Linked DNA regions of Oryctolagus cuniculus: region 2 is linked to region 1. A link is a contact called in public Hi-C data. All regions are on one chromosome and are shown on one strand. The core of a region is the stretch at or near the end of the contact, and the rest is flanking DNA. Distances in the headings are between cores, read along the strand shown.

The links. Hi-C and Micro-C count contacts between places; a contact is called where the count stands out from the background.
Region 2: a contact with region 1 is called in a Hi-C map of psoas muscle, with 1.7 times the contacts expected there. The contact joins the promoter of LOC138849695 here to the enhancer-like site in region 1. A contact is called at or near these places in 4 of 6 Hi-C or Micro-C datasets (ear pinna, embryonic fibroblasts, psoas muscle and 1 more).

What each region holds. Positions count from the first base shown.
Region 1 is chr5:143,992,147-143,998,068 of mOryCun1.1, forward strand. All of the region lies in intron 2 of ATXN1 (ataxin 1), which reads right to left. Among named protein-coding and RNA genes, the nearest start is that of ATXN1, 55 kb to the right of the region's middle. Within about 2 kb of position 4,370, at least 2 of the 8 cell types and tissues checked have an H3K27ac peak or open chromatin away from gene starts, as enhancers often do.
Region 2 is chr5:144,043,401-144,049,538 of mOryCun1.1, forward strand. It overlaps LOC138849695, which reads left to right and starts at 4,809. Exons shown (of 2, transcript XR_011388744.1): 1 at 4,809-5,120. All of the region lies in intron 1 of ATXN1 (ataxin 1), which reads right to left.

The sequences.
Region 1 (5,922 bases), core at 3,120-5,619:
ATTGCTAGATCATAAGGTAATACTACTTTTTTGATTATTAATAATAATTGATAATTAATCAATACTAATTTTTTGAGGAATCACCATAGTGGTTGCACCATTCAACACACCCACTAGCAGTGCATGATGGCTTCAATTCCTCTACATCTTTGCCAACACTTAACTATTTTCAGGGTTTTTTGGTTTTTTGTTGTTGTTGTTGTTTGTTTTTATAGTAGCCATCCTAAACAGTATGAGCTAATGATAACTTTTTTTTATCCCAGGAACTGAAGGCTGATTTAATATTTAAAATCATCAGTGTAATACCTCACATAAAGCAGAAAAACCATATGATAACTTACTAGCAGCAGAAAAGAAGTGCAAAAAGTTTAGTGCCCATTTCTGATAAAAACCAACAAAAAATTAGGAATGGAAGGAAGGTTCCCCAATCTAACAAACAGCAATTGTGAAACTTCTAATGGCGAAATAGTAAATGCTTTCCCCTTGGTTAGGAACAAGGCATGCTTATATATACCTTCCTCTCTTGTGTTCAGCAGTTTGCTGAAGCTCCTACATGTGGTACGGAAAGAAAATAAATAAGAGGCAAAAAGATCAGAAAGTAATGTCTTTATTTTCATGCAACATGATTGTTTATGTAGAAAACCACAGGGAATCTGTCAAAAACATCAGATCTGGGGGCAAGTGTTTGGCCCAACAGTCAAGCAGCCTATGGCCATCATCACAGTGCCTGGGGTCAACTCCTCATTCTGGCTCCTGACTCCAGCTTTCTGCTGATGTGCACCCTGCGAGGCCGTGGTTAACAGGTAAAGCAGTTAATTCCCTGCCACCTCTGTGGGAGACCTGACTGCGTTCCTATTTCCCGGCTTTGGAGCCCTGGCCACTGCAGGCACTGGGATAGTTAGTTACCCAGTGAATGATAACTGTCTGTTTCCCAAATAAATAAATTTTTAAAAAACACTAAAGCTGGGCTGGCACCATGGCTCACTTGGTTAATCCTCCACCTGTGGCACCAGCATCCATATGGGCGCCGGGTTCTAGTCCCAGTTGCCCGTCTTCCAGTCCAGCTCTCTGCTGTGGCCTGGGAGGACAATAGAGGTTGGCCCAGGTGCTTGGGCCCTGCTCCCGCATGGGAGACCAGGAAGAAGCACCTGGCTCCTGGCTTTGGATCAGCACAGTGCCAGCCATGGCAGCCATTTGGAGAGTGAACCAATGGAAGGAAAACCTTTCTCTCTGTCTCTCACTCTCACTGTCTAACTCTGCCTGTCAAATAAATTAAAAAAAAAAAAAAATACTAAAGCTAATCAATAGATTCAGCAGCCCTCAAGACACAAAGTCAATATACAAAAATTAATATTTCCTTTACAAGCATTAAATAATTTAAAAATAAGTGTCTTAAAAAACTTACATGTATTAAAAACATAAAACATAATGAGGTTTTCAAAATGCACAGCCTCTACATTGAAAACCAGGAGACATTACTGAGAGAAATTAGTAAGGAAAAGGAGAGAAAGACACTAAGTTTTTGCACTGGAAATTTCAATATACTTAATATGCAAACTTATCTTAAATTGATTTTTCATAACTCACTGAAGCTCAAACCAACTTCCAATATGCTTTGGGAGGGATTACAAGTTAAAAAGAACAAGGAGAAATCACACTGTCTGATGTCAGGAGTTAATATAAAACTATGTTAATTATGTCCATGTGGGACTGATGTATATAACACAGGCACAGAGCTGACAGGAAAAGAGTAGAGCATGCTAGGATAGGACAGCACATCACACACAAAGCCAAAGACACTAAGGAAATTTAATGGGGGAAAGGAAACCTTTTCAGCAATTGCTGCTATATCTATATATACATAGTTGCTATAGATATAGTTATTATATATATAATAAGTATGTGGAAAAAAAACCTTGGCCCTTCTATGTCATACTACATATTAATTTTAATCTGAGATGGATCATAGGTTTACATGCTGAGACTAAACAAGAAAAATTCTGTGAGAAAACATAGGCAAATAGCTCAGTAACCAGATGGTAGGCCAAAAGTTTCTATTAAAAGAAAGATGTGAGTGACTTAATTCATGGGTATTTTATAACCTGATAGATAATCCTATTGCCATTGTTTTTCTAATTAAAGAATTCTTAAATACTTTGAAAATATAAAATATTCCTTAAAAAAAAAAACAAAAAAGGGCATATCTCTCCCCAATTTTCCCCAAAAAACACAAACACACACAAAAGATGTTAGATTTCATTGACATGAAAAACTGCTCATCCTAAAACACAGTTTAAAAAATGAGAAGATAAGCCAATCACTGGAGGAAAAAGGCTGGAACCCAGATTTCTAACAAAGACAGGTATGCAGAACTTGTAAGGACCATACATCAAAAATGTGCCATTAGGGGCTGGTGGTGCAACAGGTTAAGCCATCGAATGCAATGCCGGCATCCCACATGGGTGCCAGTTCAGGTTCCGGCTGCTCCACTTCTGATCCAGCTCCCTGCTGATGCATCTGGGAAAGCAGGGGAACATGGCCAAGTGCCTGGGCCTCTGCCACCCTTGTGGGCAACCCAGATGGAGTTCTAGGCTCCTGGCTTTGACCTAGCCCAGCCCCATCCATTGCAGTTATTTTGGGGAGTGAACCAGCAGATAGAAGATGTCTCTGTCCTTCGCTATCTCTCCCTCTCTCTGTAGCTCTGCCTTTCAAATAAATAAATAAATAAATCTTAAAAAGCATGGGGGGGGGGGCACAGTGGGAGGAAGAGGCGATCAACCCTACCTTGTAAATGGTCAAAGGACCTGAAAGACACTCCACAAAAGAAGATACACAAATGCCCAACCAAGAAGACACTCGACATCCTCAGGCTTCAGAGAATCCAGTCAAAACAGTGTGATACTACTTCACTTAACAACAGCATGGCTCAATGGAATGTGACTATCAAATGCCAGTGAGCAGTGCAGTGACCAGGGGGCAGCTCAGGGAGGCAGCACAAAATACTACAACCACTGCAGAAAACTGGCAGTGTTGCACAAAATGACACATGTACCCTATGTCCCAGCAGTTCCACTCAGAAGAGAAATGTAAACACATGGCCACCCAAAGACCTGCAGCCATAGGGTTCATAGCTGCTTTCTTTGTAACAGTCAAAATGTGGACACAACTCCAATGTTCACAAGCAAGGGCACGGAGAAGCTGTGGTGTACACACACAGTGCAATACTGGACAGCGTGGAAAAAGATAAAATGAATTACTGATACATGTAACAATGGGAATGAATTTCAAAACATGTTGAATAAAATAAGATACAAAATGTTACACAGTGACATTGCATTCCTATTGAAGTTCAAGAACAGATAAAACTTTCCAGGTGGAAGAAATCTGAGCAGGGGTCGACTTTGGCCAGGTGGGAAGTGACAGGCAGGCGTACAAGGACTCCCGTTGGAATGACGGAAATGCCCTATATCTGTGTTTTTTTTTTTTTTTAATGTATGCCTTGTATCTGGATTACTGTGCTGGTTCTGCAGATATATGCATTTATCAAAACCCATTGAAGTGTATGCTTAATTTGCTGTATGTAAATTTCAACGTAACTAAAGTCTTCCTGGCTGAAAATTCATGTTAGTAAAAAGAACGATGCACTTTCCATCTGGAAGAACTGGCTGGGGGCAGAGAACCCTGATTCTGCACAAAGGAACAGGCGACCAAGCTTAAGGGGAAAACGCCCTGCCAGGATCCCAGTGACAAACAGCGCCAGGCCTGGGAAGAAGGTGGCCTGTAGCAGTGAGAGAAGAAACAGAGCAGGCTGAGTCAGAAGGGGAAGGTACAAGCCAAACAGGAAGACAGGAGTGAACTTGACGTTAAGTAGTAGAGACCTAAAAGGACAGTTCACAATAATCCAGTCACCATGTGTACCCACAAATTCACCAAGGGCAGCTGTGCTTGGAAACTGCTCTCTTCCTCGTCCTACACCTCTGATAATCAAATCGGAAGCCAGGAGGAGGAAATTCAGTGCCGGCTGCAGCCTGAATCTCCCCCTCCGGTTTGTTTTTTGTTTTGTTTTGTTTTGGCTTTTTCAAGCAACCACGTTCAGTACAGCCGCCTTCTAGGGTAATACCCTGCATGTGGGGTCTCATCATGGAGGGACATCAGCCAGTCGCAGCAGCAAGTCTTTTCCACGTTTCTATCCACACACTAGGATAATGAGATTCACGATCTATTCATTCCCCTTAGTCAGTGAATGAAGCTCTCTGATAGCAAGTCCCTACGAGGGAGTATGTGAGTTAACTGGAGCCCAAGCTGGCCTCGGGAACCACAGATAGCATTTCTCCTCCTTGCAGCTGAATTACTAAGACAAGCGGGAGATGACTCACACGCACAGCTGATGAAGCAATTAATGCCAGCTCGCCCTCTCTTAATCACCCCTTCCAGAGAACAGAGTCATGCACAAGTATTAACCCTAGCTGAACAAGCTGATGCCGCGTGAGTACCGTGAACTTCACCAAACGCCGGAGTGACAAGGGCAGAAGAGGAAGCTTCCTGCCCCAATCATCTGCAGACAGGGCCTCTCTAGGAGTAAGTTTCAACCCGATTGCCCTGACCGAGCCAACTTCCTCTATTTCAACTTGCAAACGCTGGGTTTACAGGAATAGCATTCTGAGAGATTCCTATAAATGTAGTAGCTTACTTGCTAAATTTTTAAAAAAGGAGAACAGAGCCAGAGGACACCACCGACTTGGGGTACCCCTGGGGTGCCCGCAGGCTGCAGCATCGCAGCTGGTCGATATCATCTTGGCTACTTGCGTGAGAACTGCTCAATCCAAGAATCACTTCTGGTTTCCACTGGCCTAGGTGTGAAGAGAGAGTGGAGCATTCAGGGGCAGGACAGCATCTCAGAAAACACCTAGTGCAGGGATTTCGGTGAATGTGTGTTGGGGAAAGGGCATGTACAGATACGAAATTCAAATAGAGTACCTTCTCCTACATACTCTTCTCCCATCCGCCTCCTACTCATCTTTAACATGTGGTCCCGGGACCAGCAGTATCAGGATCACAGGGGAGCCTATTAAGAAAGTATATTCTCAGGTCCCCCCCTCCACCAGACCTAGCAAACCAGAAACCCTGAGCATGAGGCCCCAGAGAACTGAGGTATGACAAGCCTCACCCTACCCTCTGGGGGAGATTCTGACAACAGCTCAAGCGTGAGAACCAGTGCCCAGGCATATGCTCCCCTGGCCCCCTGGTCCTGAACACCCTCTCTCTGTCTCAGAGGTGTGGGACGGGCAAAGCGATTCAGTCACTTTGGCTGTCCAGTAGCAGGGTCCGGAGAGTTGATGCCACTTGTGTAAGTCAGCAGTGAAACCCACTCTCCTGTGTAAAGCAATGTATAATCCACTCATAATAGAGTTCTACAGTAACCCCATGAGTAGTCAGAACTGATAGGATTATCTCTAATTCACAGAGGAAGAAGCTGGGGCTCAGGCAGCTTAAAGACGGAATCAAGTCGCTTACAAAACTGAGGAACAGAACCGAGACCAGGCCTATCATTTCCTAATGTCTGGACCTCTGTTCTCACTGCCTGGCACCTCTGTGGTGTGTGCCCACACACGCGTGCAACATGCCCTTGTGTGTGAGAGTTTGCAGATAGAGACATGATGGTAAACACTCGGAATCATACATGATGGTCTTCAAATGTCATCATCATCAAATCCCGACTGTCCCCATTGGCGCGTGCCACTCCTCCTCTCGTCTCTCACCCCACCCACCTTGTGAGCCCGCCCCGTGTCCCTGGATGAAGAAGGTACCAGATGACTGAACAGAACACAGTTGGAAAGCACCCACCGTCAGTGGTGCGTGTACAACAGCCACCAAACACTGAGGACAGCAGCGAATTCCCTCCAGTTTTCCCGACCCATTCCT
Region 2 (6,138 bases), core at 3,559-6,058, 52 kb after region 1:
TCTGGTAGGACCTCCAATGTCTCATGAAAACACTGGATACTCGTCTGCAAACAAGCTGCAGGTACGGTGGATGTGCAGACCGGCTTTAAGGGTTCACAGTTGGGAGAGTGTTTAGATATCGACGTGTGTGCACACAATCCTATTTACATATTACCTGGCAGATAAGACTTTATAGAGTTCACATTACTGTCTCCTCCTATTCTGCTAAAGTGCAGAGAACAGTCAAACATGATGCAAAGGCTGTAAAATATTAATTTACTCTCATGTTGGTATGCCTAGTTATTACAAAAGCATCCGTGTTGCTACACTAGTTAGGGTAATAAAGAGAGTTCAGATTATTAACTAAATTCCATGTGAAGGAAGAAACACAAGGAGGAAAGTAAGACAGTGCGGATGCCTTGCAAAAAACAGACCAACAACATACAAGAAAATCCATAGAATGTTTTACACAGTCATATATGCTACAGATGGAATAGTTAACACTTTAAAAGCACAGCAGAGCAACAGAATAGAATATTAATTAGTACTGAAGACTGTCAAGAAAGATGGCCCAAATAATCTTGATGCGATGGTCAGGAAAGACCAGGAAACTTAGGGGAGAGGAGGCCAAAGCCAAGGGCACAGTGAAGGCTGTCACTTGCAGTGACAAGAAAATACATGGACTTTGAGCATTAGAAGTTTAAGTGACATAAGTTAGCAGCGCTCATAATTACCACTGAAAACTTCTGCTAAATACTCCCTGGAAGCCCATTAGGTTAAAGGGTATCTAAGTGGTTAAAAAAAAGAGAGAGAGAGAGAGAGAGAGAGAGAGAGAGGAGAGAGAGAGAGTTTCTCTTAGGTCAAAACACTGTAATTAGGCAAATCTCTGCCCCTTTAAGTCTCAAACTCTGATTATACTACAATAAATTTTCTGAAAAGTAGCTTTCAGGTAGACCACCAGTATTGCTTACACTTTGGCAATTATCATTGTGTTTTCTTTACTCCACAAATGGGATGCCTTCAAAATTATAGAAAAATCAATGACACATTTGTGCTTTGATATCAAACAAAATATAATGCTTGTTGTAATAATTCTAACCATGTTTCAGCATGTTCATGATGGTAGTAATATGTAGTACAAATACCTACACTTCATTAGTCTGAAAGGTCCACATTACAAATGACCTTACAGAGGGTCATAAAATACGTTACTCAGGTGGGCATTTGGTCTCGCAGTTAAGTCGTTCATTTGGACACCCACATTCTATTTCAGAGTGCCAGGATTCGAACCTCAGCTACTCTAATTACAACCCAGTTTCCTGCTTATGTGCAGGCTGGGGAGCTGCAGAGGATGGCTAAAGTATTTAGGTCCAGCTACCTGCTAAGCTGCCTGGGAAAGCGTCAGAAGATGGGCACACTTCAACCCGGCCCAGCCCTTTGGGGCTGCGGCCATTTGGAGAGTAAAACAGCAGATGGAAGATCTCTCTCACTCTCCGTTTCTCCCTCTCTCTATGTAACTCTGCCTCTCAAATAAATAAAATAAATCTTAAAAAAATAATTAGGTGCCTGCCATCCATGTGGGAGACCCAGATTCAGTTCCTGGCTCCTGACTTCAGGCATCAGCCTGATCCAGCCCTGGTTGTTTCAAGCATTTGGAGAGTGAACCAGGGGAAAGGAGCTCTCTCTTTTCTGCCTTTCAAAAATAAAATTAAAATAAACAAATAAGAAAAAAGCTTAAAAATGTTACCATATTTACAAGCACAAAAACATATAAATATTTATATGAAAGAAGCAATCAAAAGCATTTGCCAGAAATAGATTATTCACCTAAACAACAATCTTTTTATTTCTTCTACAAGTTTATACAATTCTGCATTCTTTAAAACCTTGATCCAGTTACAGTTGTCAGCCAGAATTTTAAAATCTATGAAACACTATATATACTCATTCTTATAACACTTCTTAAAGAAATTTTAAGTAAATTTATTCCATTAAATTAAATGAAACTAAAATGTGAACAGCCTAATTGATGACTAAAAAATTAATATCTTCTAAAAAAAAAGTCTTAATAGCCTAGAACAGAAAATTACTATCTCTATTGGGATTTCTACAGTTTATTGTTTTCAATGCATTTCACCAAATAAGGAGGGCCTGCTTCTGATAACCTTGGAAGTATGACCGGAACTAAATCTGTTCTTTGAAGCAATTAAGCTGCACCGATCTAAATGCCTCCAGAAGGCAGCCATGCAAACTAGTGAATTACTCTGAAAATATATAGCAGTGGAAGTCAACATACCTCCCACCCCCTTAGGCTGCTCTAAGTCCCTTTACCTGTGCAAGTATGGAAGCATTTCAGAGTAGAAACTACAGATAACCATAGTATAAAGAGTTAACTCCTCCACAGAGCTGCTTTTGTGAGTTTCATCATTCTACTGAACTTGTTTAGTGACTACCTTCTAATAGAAGCAAAATGAGCCAGGTGTTACAATGTGTTCATCACCAGAAACAATCATTCAAGGCATGTGCAAAACCAAAATCCACTTGACATTTCAGAATGGGAAAAATAAATAAATAAAAAACACAACAGTACAGAAAAGGAATGTGAGTCCTTGAATTCTACACTAGCAACAAAAATAGGAGCCGAGAAATGTTTATTAATATTTTCATAATCTCATACCCACGGCCTCTCTCAGGACTCCCAGACAACTTGGGGATGTTGAAACTTAAGGCAATCTACAGATATCAGACATACAATCTGATGGCCAGAGGGCTTTTCTTTGACCTTTCTCTTAAAGACAATTCAGGGACCCTGGGTTCACTTCAAAAAAAAAAAAAAAAAAAGTCATGGCAAAATAGGATTAAAAAGGTAAGTTCATTTTGGTACAAAAACATTTGAAGCCCATGCAAGATTTTTTCATAATAGGCATACATGAGTTTTTTTGACAAAGTACCACTTCTATTTACCAAACCCTCTTAAAACGAAATCCAGAGAGGAAAGATATTGTCTTTCATGGTACATTTTTCATACTTATTGTACCATGAATTTATTTGTGCACTGAAAACCACACATTCACATTTTGCTACAAAATATGCTGCAAAATATCATCCAGGACCTCCAAGGCAGTGTGTGAAATTTAAACTTCTGTGCTTTATTGTGTATCTTGCTTCCCTTGTATTTACCTCCCAGAAATAATAGCTCATTTTAACCTCAGCAATGCTTCACCTGACCGGGCCACAGGCAGTCTACCAACCACATAAACTCACTAAACAGTACAAACTCATAAACCCCCTGCGAGGAGTATGGAGGTAGCTCTCTCAATCCTGACCCCAGGGGGAAGAAAAGAAATTCATCCATTTAGCTTTGTGGTCATAAAACTGTAAACAGACTGGCACGGTCATAACCAAATCCAAGCATTATTAGTCTCCATTTTTGTCTTTCAAATACCAGGGAAATGAAACCACTCCATCTTCCCTGGTCTACCGGAGCAACACAGCACTTCCACGACTAGCGCTGCTCTTCTCTTTTCCTGGATATCATTTTCCTTTGCCTAGCAGGCTTAACAGGGCTGGCTGTCCCTCATGCAAAGACTACAATGTTGCTCTTCAAATGCCCATTACATTAGATCCTAAAACAGAATGCAAGTTGTTTACAGCGCAAAAGCACTACCCTACTTAGTATCAGTTTACTAGTAAAGGCCTATCTCATTCCTTGCCTGAGGAGGGGAAAAAGCTCTTAACTTATTACCAGACATCATTAAAGATCAGAGCCAAGAGATCCAAACTGAGAATGAATTCACTCCGAAGCTCTGCCTACTGTTAGTAGCAGGTTCTGTTGCAGTGGATATAAAGTTTCAAAATGTGACAACAGGGATATCCTTCCCAGCTCAGTAACTTCCTCCTCAGGAGTAAACGGAAGGGCAGCCATCACTATCAGCAAGCCAAGCTCCAAGGATGAATGCTGTTCACACTTGCAAGGGTTAAGTGCCTGCAAGGCCAAAGGCACCAGACTGCAAAAGCAATGTTGCTTTCCTAAACTCTGAGAGGTTTCTAACAAACCAAATACTTGTTGATCTGCTCACAATAAACACCAGCAGGACTGTCAGGCTCCTTTCACCGTCTGCGGGGATGCATTTACATACTGCACCCAGTGACAACAGCCTGCTGGTGTCCTTTATAAAAGTTGAGTAGCTAGAAGCCTCATTCAGTGCCTCCCGTCCAAATGACTGCAAGAAGATGCAATTGAAAATCGTGAAGTCTCCCGTCTGGCTTGGGCAGCACAAATACTGCGCATAAAACACTTGGAGTAGTTCAGGGACAAGACAAACCCACCTGAATGGACGAGGAACACTGTCTGTTGCCATGGCAGCCTGATCTAATTACAGGAGTGATGAGGGCTGGAGTAAGTGCACCGAAAACCTACACCGCCGCCGACACGGATCCACAGGACGAGAAAGACAGGCGGCCAGGAGGTCCAGGGGAGCCCTTCAACCTCTATTTTACGGAGGAGGTGGCATTCAACACCATTTATTTGCAGAGCTGCTAAAATATTGACTGATGCATGCAATCAGGGGAGATTACATGCCAGAGCAGTGTCTGCTGTGGTGCAATCCTTGCCGAGGGAGTTCATGTGCAGGATTTTCTCTTCCACCTCTCTACTGATTCCCTCAGGCATCAGCTTTATTCCACAGACAGCTCAAGACGGCTACCTCTTCCCACCCAAGGACCCGGAGCGGAGGCTTCCCAGGGAAAGACTCCCCAGAAACCCAAACAGAAGCGGCTCAGTTAACACACTCGCAAAAGTAACTAGCAGTGCCTAAAAATAACCACTCGGTAACTACCCACTGCAGCGCGCGCTCCATAAGGATGCTGCTGAAATCCGAAGAGCAGCCTGCATTATACAACGCGAATGTCACTGCGATGTGACTGCGAGATGGCCCAAGCAGCCCTCCCTCGCACAGTCGCGTCCCCGGGGCGCGCACGGCGGGACGCGCAGGGAGAGCGCCACGCCAAGGCATTTGTTCTTCTTCCGTGGGAGGAAGAGGGTCTCCTCCCGCTGCTGTCTCCTGCGGCTCGCACCGGGAAGCTACGAGTCTCTTCGGGGACAGAACCAGTTCGGAGGAGTCCCTACTGCACAACATACGGTAAACAAAATAAAAATAGCCAGCCGCTCTCCTTAGCCACACGGCGCATTATATAACCAGCTTCCGATGGCTTTTTTTTTCTTTTGCCCCTACTACTCTTCAGCAATTTCTCAACCTCCCGAAGTATTTATATTGCCCTCCTTGTAGGATTATGCACCAAGAAAGCAAAACAGGCACGGGATCGAAGCGGACCTCCTCGTCCTTAGAAGCTTTTTTTTTTTTTTTTTTTTGCTTTTTCTGGCAGCCTCTCCAGAACCATCCGACTTCCACCCCCCAACTAAGCTCCTTGCTCAATCTCCCTAGAAAACCTGAATTGTTTCAGCGCCCCCAGCCAAGCCCCCCTACGTGGTCTGAAATAAAATGAAAGCGCAAGCCGCGGAGTTTCCGCAGGCGGCCCGAGGGCGCGGGGCCGAGGACGCGGCAGGCGGCCCCGGGGGCGGCGGAGCCCCCTCCCGGCGCGCACTCGTACCCGCACCCCCATCCGCACCCGCACCCTCTTGCTCGTACCGCGCCGCGCGCCCACGCCGCCTCACCTCTCGCTCCGCCTGGCCGGCCGCGGCCCTGCCCCCTGCGGGACCGGCCTGCGCGCAGCACTGGAACCACGTAGGAGGCGGCGGCGGCGGCCGCGGGAGTGGCAGAGTGTCCGGCCCGGCCCCGAGCGAGCGAGCGAGCGGCGGGGCTCCGAGGCGCATCCCAAGCCCCGCAGCGCCTCCTCCTCCGCCGCCGCCGCCGCCTCTTCCCCTCCTCCTGGCTTCCCATTCACCCTCCCGGCAGCCGCGCAGCCCTTCACTCCCGGCGCAGGGCAGCGCCCGCCGCCGCTCCTCTGCTCCTGCCGCGGGCGCTGGCGGGGACGCGGGCCCGGGCTGGGGCGCTCGCGGGCTCCCGGCTCCGGGCGGCGGCGGCTGCACATGATCAGGAAGCGGCCGCACCAACAGGGCGGCGGTGGCGGCGGTAGCCAGGGCCGCCACCGCCACTCCAGCCCCGCTCCGGGCACCCTCACGCCTTGCGCCGCGCGCAA